Linked DNA regions of Mus musculus: region 1 is linked to region 2. The links are chromatin contacts, called in public ChIA-PET maps. All regions are on one chromosome and are shown on one strand. Each heading gives the region's core, a stretch centred on a gene start, on an enhancer-like site or on the middle of the called end of the contact. The rest is flanking DNA. Distances are from core to core; before and after follow the strand shown.

Evidence for each region. ChIA-PET counts read pairs in DNA pulled down with a chosen protein or histone mark.
Region 1: a contact with region 2 is called in an RNA polymerase II ChIA-PET map of effector CD8 T cells, with 41 read pairs. The contact joins two enhancer-like sites. A contact is called at or near these places in 3 of 115 datasets of contacts at active chromatin or transcription factors (T-cell acute lymphoblastic leukemia, effector CD8 T cells and memory CD8 T cells) and 1 of 9 other capture datasets (adipose tissue).

Annotation. Positions count from the first base shown.
Region 1 is chr12:17,713,480-17,717,450 of GRCm38.p6, reverse strand. The region is part of intron 1 of Hpcal1 (hippocalcin-like 1); the gene reads right to left. It overlaps Gm40842 (a long non-coding RNA gene), which reads right to left. Exons shown (of 3, transcript XR_001780564.2): 2 at 1-3,863. Among named protein-coding and RNA genes, the nearest start is that of Gm40842, 4.1 kb to the right of the region's middle. Within about 2 kb of position 1,535, at least 88 of the 459 cell types and tissues checked have an H3K27ac peak or open chromatin away from gene starts, as enhancers often do. A contact at or near this core is called in effector CD8 T cells and memory CD8 T cells, where this site is marked.
Region 2 is chr12:17,371,601-17,375,382 of GRCm38.p6, reverse strand. It overlaps Nol10 (nucleolar protein 10), which reads right to left. Exons shown (of 21, transcript NM_001008421.1): 12 at 1,755-1,821. Among named protein-coding and RNA genes, the nearest start is that of Mir3066, 18 kb to the right of the region's middle. Within about 2 kb of position 1,627, at least 41 of the 459 cell types and tissues checked have an H3K27ac peak or open chromatin away from gene starts, as enhancers often do. A contact at or near this core is called in effector CD8 T cells and memory CD8 T cells, where this site is marked.

The DNA.
Region 1 (3,971 bases), core at 286-2,785, 340 kb before region 2:
GTGATGAACAGGAAGTCCCTGACCTGGATGTGTGGGCACAGGAGAAGCCATGTCCCAGTGCTGGCTCCCTTGACCTGAAACAGGCTAACTACCCCTCCCTAGAAAGCTCTTAGGAACCGGGGTGAGAGAGACACAAACCTCTGTCTCTGAGCTCAGGTACTGGCCAACCCTCTAGACTGATGATTTTCTTCACAGAGGAATCAGTCAATTTTAAAATGAGAAAATTCAGTCTACTATTCACAGTGCTCAGAAGGCTGAAGGAAGACCACGGACAGAGGCTAAGAGCAGGCTGGGCCTCTTACAACAGAGCTCAGGCAAGGACTAGCCCAAATAGTCCCCACATCCTGTGACCCTACAAACTCCCTCACAGCCCCTGGCTGAGATGCCTTCCTTGGCCACACCAGGCTTCTCTAAGCCATCATTGGCTGGGCCATAACCTGCCCCACTCCACCCACTCTGGCCTGCTAGCCTAGGGCTAGCAAGAACCTGCTGAATTAGTTGAACAACTCGACTCCACTCTATCTGATGACCTACCATTCACATTCACTCAAGTTCCTCACCCCTAACCTCCAGGGGTAGAGGGCTTGACTTGGTTATCTTCCATCTAAAGACCGACACAGGGAGAGACAGAGAGAGACAAGACACACAGGCACACACACACAACCACAGTCTGTCTCTGTTTCCCTCTCTCCCCTTTTCTTTGTCTCTCATTCCCTCGCTCTCTTTCCCTAGCCCATATCTTTGTATTGGAAGTTACACTAATCTCTCTCTCTCTTTCTCTCACACACACACACACACACATATACACACACACACACACACACAATGGAGATGACTCCTACCTACTGCAGTTGTCTCTTTTGAGGTGTAAACAAGTATCAGACCATTTTTCCTTTAGACAAAAACCTGGTGTCTTCAGGGTTTCTACTGCTGTGAAGAGACACCATGACTACAGCAACTCTTATAAAGGAGAGCATTTAATTGGGGCTTGCTTACAGTTTCAGACATTTAGTCCATTGCCACCATGGTGGGAAGGATGGCAGGCAGTGTGCAGGCAGACATAGTGCTAGAGAGGTAGCTGAGAGTTTTACATATTGATCTGCAGGTAGCAGGAAGTGACGATGACACTCTGGGCCCGGCTTAAGCATCTGAGACCTCAAAGCCCATCCCCAGTGACATACTTCCTTTAACAAGGCCACACCTCCTAAGAGTGCCACTCCCTATGAACCTATAGGGACCATTTTCTTTTAAATCATAACACTCAGGAGTTCCAGGGCCACAGCCTTACCCTTATCTCCCACCCCCTTTAGGGGGAAGCTTAGTGAAAAAAAGTTGGGGGGCCCAACATGGTCTTGCTGAGAAATACTGAGGGTGGGCATGGGGTGGCAGCTAGAGTTGAGAGAGGCCCCAAGAACATAAGACACCTCTTGGGGAGACACTGGCTGAGGACACTTAAATGGAAGGGAAGACAGTGGAGGCTCTGCCCCAACTCACTGTCATCTCCAAGAGTCACTTCCCCTCTGGGAACCACTGTGTCATCTTCTTCTGTCAAGGCAGGAAGGGTGGGGTTTGATAAGCAGGTCCAGCATTGAGTTCACAGAATGTCACTTCTGCTTCAGCATCTGTGGCTGAGGAACCCCGCGCCTGTTCTTAGAGTAGGACACAGTCCTTTGTACTGACACATGTAGGGCAAGGTAAAGGCCCCTTAAGTCTCTGCTGAATCCAGCCTTTTCCAGACCTGTACTGTTGGGGATGCTCCTTGTTTCGCATCAGACTCAGTCTCCCTCAGGCCTGTGGGAAGGATGGAGGCATCACAGGCTTCTTATTGGTGTCCTTCCTGATGCCAGGGAACAGGGCAGCATCTTGCTCCCAGCATCTGCTACTTCCATGTAGCTTGAGAGTGGATTCATGTGTTATTCTACCCCAAAGCCATGTCTGACTCCTCTTAGTGTGGCCCTTATCCACAGGGCTGAAGTGAGGAGTCAGTCCAAGGCCTAGCCAGAGCCCCAAAGCAGTAATGTGGCTCTTACCTGGCCCTCTACAGAGTTTCTGTTCTGGTAATTGTCGGGAGGCCAGCGCCAGGGACATCTCCCTGTCACAGGCCCTGGTCCCTCCCACATACCAGGTTCTTTGCTTGTCGATCATATCTCGAATGGCTCTCAAGGTTGTCACAGACCCAAGGCCACCCAACATGACCTAGGAATTCTTGAGCACATCCAAAATTATAAAGAATGGGTGCAGGTTTCAAGAACAATGGGTTAGACATGGAAGGGTCTAGAGGCTGTCCTGCTTAGTGTTCTCCACACTAAAGCTAAAGGTTTGTTTGTTTTGAACGAGACAGGGGCTCCTATAGCTCAGGTTAGCCTTGAACTCTCTACACGGCCAGGGATGACCTTGAACTTCTGATCAGCATGCCTCGACCTTTAATGCTGGGCTTTAACTACAGACACGCTCCAGCACAACTAGGTTTATATGATACTGAAGATCACCTGCAGGGCTTCATGCATGCCAGGCAAGCCTTCTAGCAGCTGAGTTCCATCCCCAGTCTGGGCTAAGGCCTGTATAATTAAACCTTCCTAAAATGTTAATAAAACACACACTGAGGTTCACAGCATGGACAGAGCCAATGAGCCCACTCAAATGAGCTGGTCCTCTGCAGCTCATCTGGGGTTGAGCATCAGTGTGATAATCCCACCCATGGCCACATTTCCAGGTCCATAGAAGACTACAAAGAATTTGTTAGGAGGAGGTAGGGAGCTGAGGGATGCCCTGAAGTCCTAAGAGGCAAATGAACCACCCTGAACAGAGGCAAAGCATCCAGGCTGATACACACATGGGAAGTCTCCAGGAACCCAAGTCCAGCACAGGGATACCAGCCAGTCTCAGAGTAGTGACTGGACTTTGCAGACAACTCTCCAAAGAGCGTTCTGAGGACTGTGTGCCACACGCAGGGCTGGAGAACAGCACTGGAGGCGACAGGAGGAAAAAGGGATATCCCTTGTCCCAAGAGAATAAAATAAGCTGTGACAGCAAGGGACAGGGAAGAGGGAAGTTTCCAGAAGCTGCTGATATGATACTCTGCAGGTGGTGAGATGAGAGGCTACACTTAACATACAAACTGCTCAGCCATGGGCAGCCAGTGGCTGGCCAAGCCAGGCATGGGCTGGGGACTCTGCATTTCCACAGAGACAGGCAGTTCTGTGTTTGGAGAACAGTGGCTTAGCCGGCATTAGTGGTGGGCAGGAAGCTAATTCCTAGAGAGAACAAGACAGGTATCCAAAAGAAGCCCAAGAAGAATTCCCTTCCTCAGGGTTAATGTTGGCTGATGCTTATTTAGGCAAACTATCACTTCCATGTGTAACAGGCTAAACTGAGCTCCCACACGTCAAGGTAATTTGCATAATTAGGTCTCCCAAACCACTTCATTGCCCGGGTGACCTACCATCTTGAATGGAGAACGTTTGGGTAGGAAAGTAACCCAAATCTTGCTATGGTGTTGAGAGCTCTCCAGGGAATGAGAGCCAGTAAAATACAAAGAGACCTATAGAGAGATGATGAGGGACTGGTCCTCATGGTTATGGAGGCTGAGATGTCCAACATCCTGCTGTCTGTAAGATGGAGCTCAGGGAGATCAGTTGGTGGGGGTTCTAGGCCAAGAACGAGGAGCATGGTGACCAAAGCGAAGAGATGGTGTCCACTCTCCCTCCTGGGTGATGACTCATTTTCATTGTCAGTTTGACTGAATTTAGAATCACCATGGAGACTGGGTGTATCTCTGAGGATGCTTCCAGAGAGGTTTAACTGAGACAGGAAGACCCACTCCTGACTGTGAGCACCGTCATCCCACTGGCTACAGTACACATCTAAATAAAAGGACATAAGCTGAGCACAAAACAAACCAACTGACCCCACCACCACCCAGTCTCTTTTTCTCCTTCCTGATTGGACGCAATGTGACCAGCTACTTCAAG
Region 2 (3,782 bases), core at 378-2,877:
TCCTCCCCCTTTTCCATCTACTACTTCACTGGGCTCACTGAGCTTCTGTGTAGCCCAGAATCCACATGAGGGCATTTCAATACCTCAGCACCTTCCCCTCAATGAGTCCCTCAACTTTGCAGAAGTGACCACACTCATCAGCATAAGACCCAGCAACTCTAATAAATGAAATGACAAGGCCCTCCACCGCCTGTCCCTCCCCACTAGGAGCATGTAACTAGAGTCCACTTCAGAAGGTTCTAACCAAGGCCTTGCCTTATACCAGGCAGGTAACTAACCCTGGTAAATTACCCTACTTCTATGACCACTTGTGGTACAAGACAGAGGGCTGGATATGATGTCACCAGCCCACAATTGCAGTACGCAGAAGGCCGAGGCAGAGGATCATGAGTTTGAAGCCTGGTTGGGCAAGAAACTGCTTCAGGGAAGCTGCTGAAATATATAGGGAGAATCTCAATAAAACAAAAACAAACAAGCAAGCAATAAATAAATAAACAAACCCAAAAGCCAGATAGAAAGAACTAATTCTGGGCCACTGATTATACAGGATTATAATACGATAAGTGATAGACTTGTATTTCTCACTCATACTCAAAGCAGTGAGTCTGCTCTTTCCTCCAGGCCCCAGGTACAAAGCCACAGGCTCTGTCTCAGGCTGGACCTGAGCATCAGTAATACATGGTTCTTTGATGCTGCTGTATCCATTCGCTCTTCTCCCCATTGCTCGAAATGGAATGGCTTCTGCTATTTCAAGTCTCCTATGTCCCCTGGGTCTTCATACCCACTCTGGCTTCTTCAATGATCAATCTGTACTTACTTAAGAACATTCTTACCTGCTAACCTAGACATATACGTTACGGTGTGCCAGGTGTTGAACTGTGGCAAACTATCACTACCCCTCATTGTCAATGCCTAATACGTAAATGCCAGAAACACACATGCTGGCTTGCTCAACTCAGGACACTATTTCATGGGTCCTGCAGTTCTAAGGCGGCCCACTCTTTATCTGTGTGGGCCCTCTGGTGACAGATGGAGCCCAGCTGGTCAGGTGACCACCTGCACCCACCTGTCCTTTCCCTTCAGCCCTCCCACGACCCTGTTACTCTTCTGACATTGTCTTCTTGGTGAATCACCTTACCCACAAAGCCACTCTAACCCCATTCCGTGACTGCCCTCCACATAAGACCCTGAAAGCCTCCCCTGCTCCTCCGCCCCACCCCCAGCTCTGGCTCACGACTCCCTGTGACATGCTGGCACAGTACTGCCGGCATGTGTGCAGTGGGGCATGTCAGGCTTTCCTCTCTACCCCGTCAACAGAGGACAGGGCTTGAGAGTGGGAGGGCTCTCTCCTTCTTTTCTCAGACCCCATTTGAGAGCTGCCCTGAAGGTACTGCTGAATTTCAAAACCTATCATATAATTTGCTGAACAGTACCTGATGCAGAGTATCTCCAAACCTTTATTACCATCCTCCTTCAAATCTCTAACCTCAATTTCCACATGCCATTACTAATCACATAAAAGAATACACCAAAATAGCATTTCACCTGCCACCTACCTACATTTGTTACTAGTTTCTACTAATAGCTAGGCGGGCTGAGTACTGAGTCATGAGCGCCTTTCTGAATCATCCATACCACTTCCTGTCCTTTCTTCTTCCAAGTAGATGAAAAACTCAAGAACTGTCCTGAGCAATCCAAGTGTGATCTTATGAAGCAAATGCAGTTAAAACTCAAGCGCAGGAGCGTGAGCCTACCTGAGCTGGGATAGAGGCAAACATCATTAAGATCATGTTCTGGCTCCAACGAAGTAAATATTTTCCCCTAAAACAGTAAGCAAAAGTGAATTACTGAAATCATCAAAGACAGCTTTTAGCAATGGCACATAGAGAAAATAAAATGGAGACACAACCCAGATAGTGCCACATAAAAGAAAGAAGCTAATGGAAAGGACTCAGACTCAAAAATCTTCTCTGTCTTATCAGCATATCAGACGGCCTTGTTTTAGAAATGAATTGACCTGTTCAAAACAAAACAGAAGAAGACTCAAAGTCTCAGAGGTGCTAGGGCACAGTAGAAGACATTAGGGTTAAAGGGAAGCTATGTAGCAGTGCCACCAAACCCCAGAGACAACCAAGTACAACCCAGAATCCTGTGAGGCCAGAGCATCAGTCACTATATGGTGAAGGCTCCAACATTCCACTTTAAGTGTGGAGAGACATCTACTGTACTATTGAAAACTAAGAAGAGGGCCCAGAGGTAGGCAGGAATGGAAAAAGACAAGAAAAAAGAGAAACAAGGAAAGCAGGTCACACAAAGCCAGGTAATCTGTTAGTCAAGAGGAAGCACTTAGTCTTAAGAAACAAAAAGTACCAAAATAAAATTGATTGCTGTAATTACAGTGTGATGTCTTCAAATGGGGATGCTGACAAGTTCTGCCAGCTCTTGCAGCGATAAGTCATTACCAGAAGACACCAGGATGTGGTGCACCCAGGGCAGAAGTGGGTGGAGCTGAAGCCCAGGCAGGATGGTTATTTCGAGGTTGATGAAAAAAGGTAGCCAAGTTCTTGTTCAACAGTGAAACTCGCCTAGCAAGCTCCCACTGAAGTGGGAAGGAGAGGGCAAAGAAAAGAGGAAGAGAACAAGAACTACAACAGCATGGATCAAAAGAGACAAAGGGGTCATTGGTCCCAGAAACCCAGGGCACGGGAAACATAGCATAAAGGGGTCTGGAAGGACACATCCAAATGGAGCTACTGCTAGGCTTAGGTAGGATGGGAGCCAGGTCAAATGAACACCTTTATACTATCTTGGGAGTTCTTGGAAATACGAGCTAGTACGATAGCACACAAATATAATCCCAACATTCAGAAAGTAGAGATAGGATGGTGAGTTTGAGGCTTGTGTGGGTTCCATAGTGAGTTCCAGGTAAGCCTTATCTACAAAGTCAAACTATCTCTAATTACACACCATGTATGTACTTATACAATGAAAAACAGTAAGACAACTGATTAGTGGTGGTGGTGTTATTATTATTATTATTATTATTATTATTATTTTGATCCAGAGTCTCACTACATAGTCCAAGCTGGCCTCAAACTCTTGGTTCTCCTGCCTCAGTCAGCCTCTTAAGTGTAGAAGTGTGCAAGTACACTCTGCATAGGGAAATAGTGTTTTTCTATCAATTAGTTAGGGTTGCCGAAAAATTATTGATCTAAGATATGAAAAGTTTCCCACAAGTCCTCAAAACCCTTAAACTCAAAGCCTACCAAGCAGAATGCTTAACTCCTGTAAGCATCAGGGTAGTGTTTCCAAGAACTCAGGAATGCCGTGAGCTGGTCATCCGCTGCTAAGTTAAACAGTAACTAGAACGGATACATCTCAAGACAGAGCCAAAGGAATAAACTAAGGTCACCACTTCTGGAGATTAAACTGCCATACTTAGAAATAAAATCTTGAGAACTTATTTTTATTTTACGTGTATTAGTGTTGTTAGCCTGAGTTGTTAGCCTATGCAAAATGTGCATGCAGTGCCTGGAAAGTCCAGAAGAGGGCGTCTGCGCCTCTGAGAGCTAAGTTACAAAAAGTTGTGAGCTGTCATGTGGATGCTGAGAATTGAACCTGGGTCTTGCAGGAGCAGTCAATGCTCTCAACCACTGAGCCATCTTTCTAGCCCCAAAATGCAAAATTTAAAAAACTCAAAAGTACTGGCTAGAAAAGCCAAAGTGACAGGTGGCTGGACTGTGCCTGACCCACCATTATCCACACCAAACACAGCAGGTGCC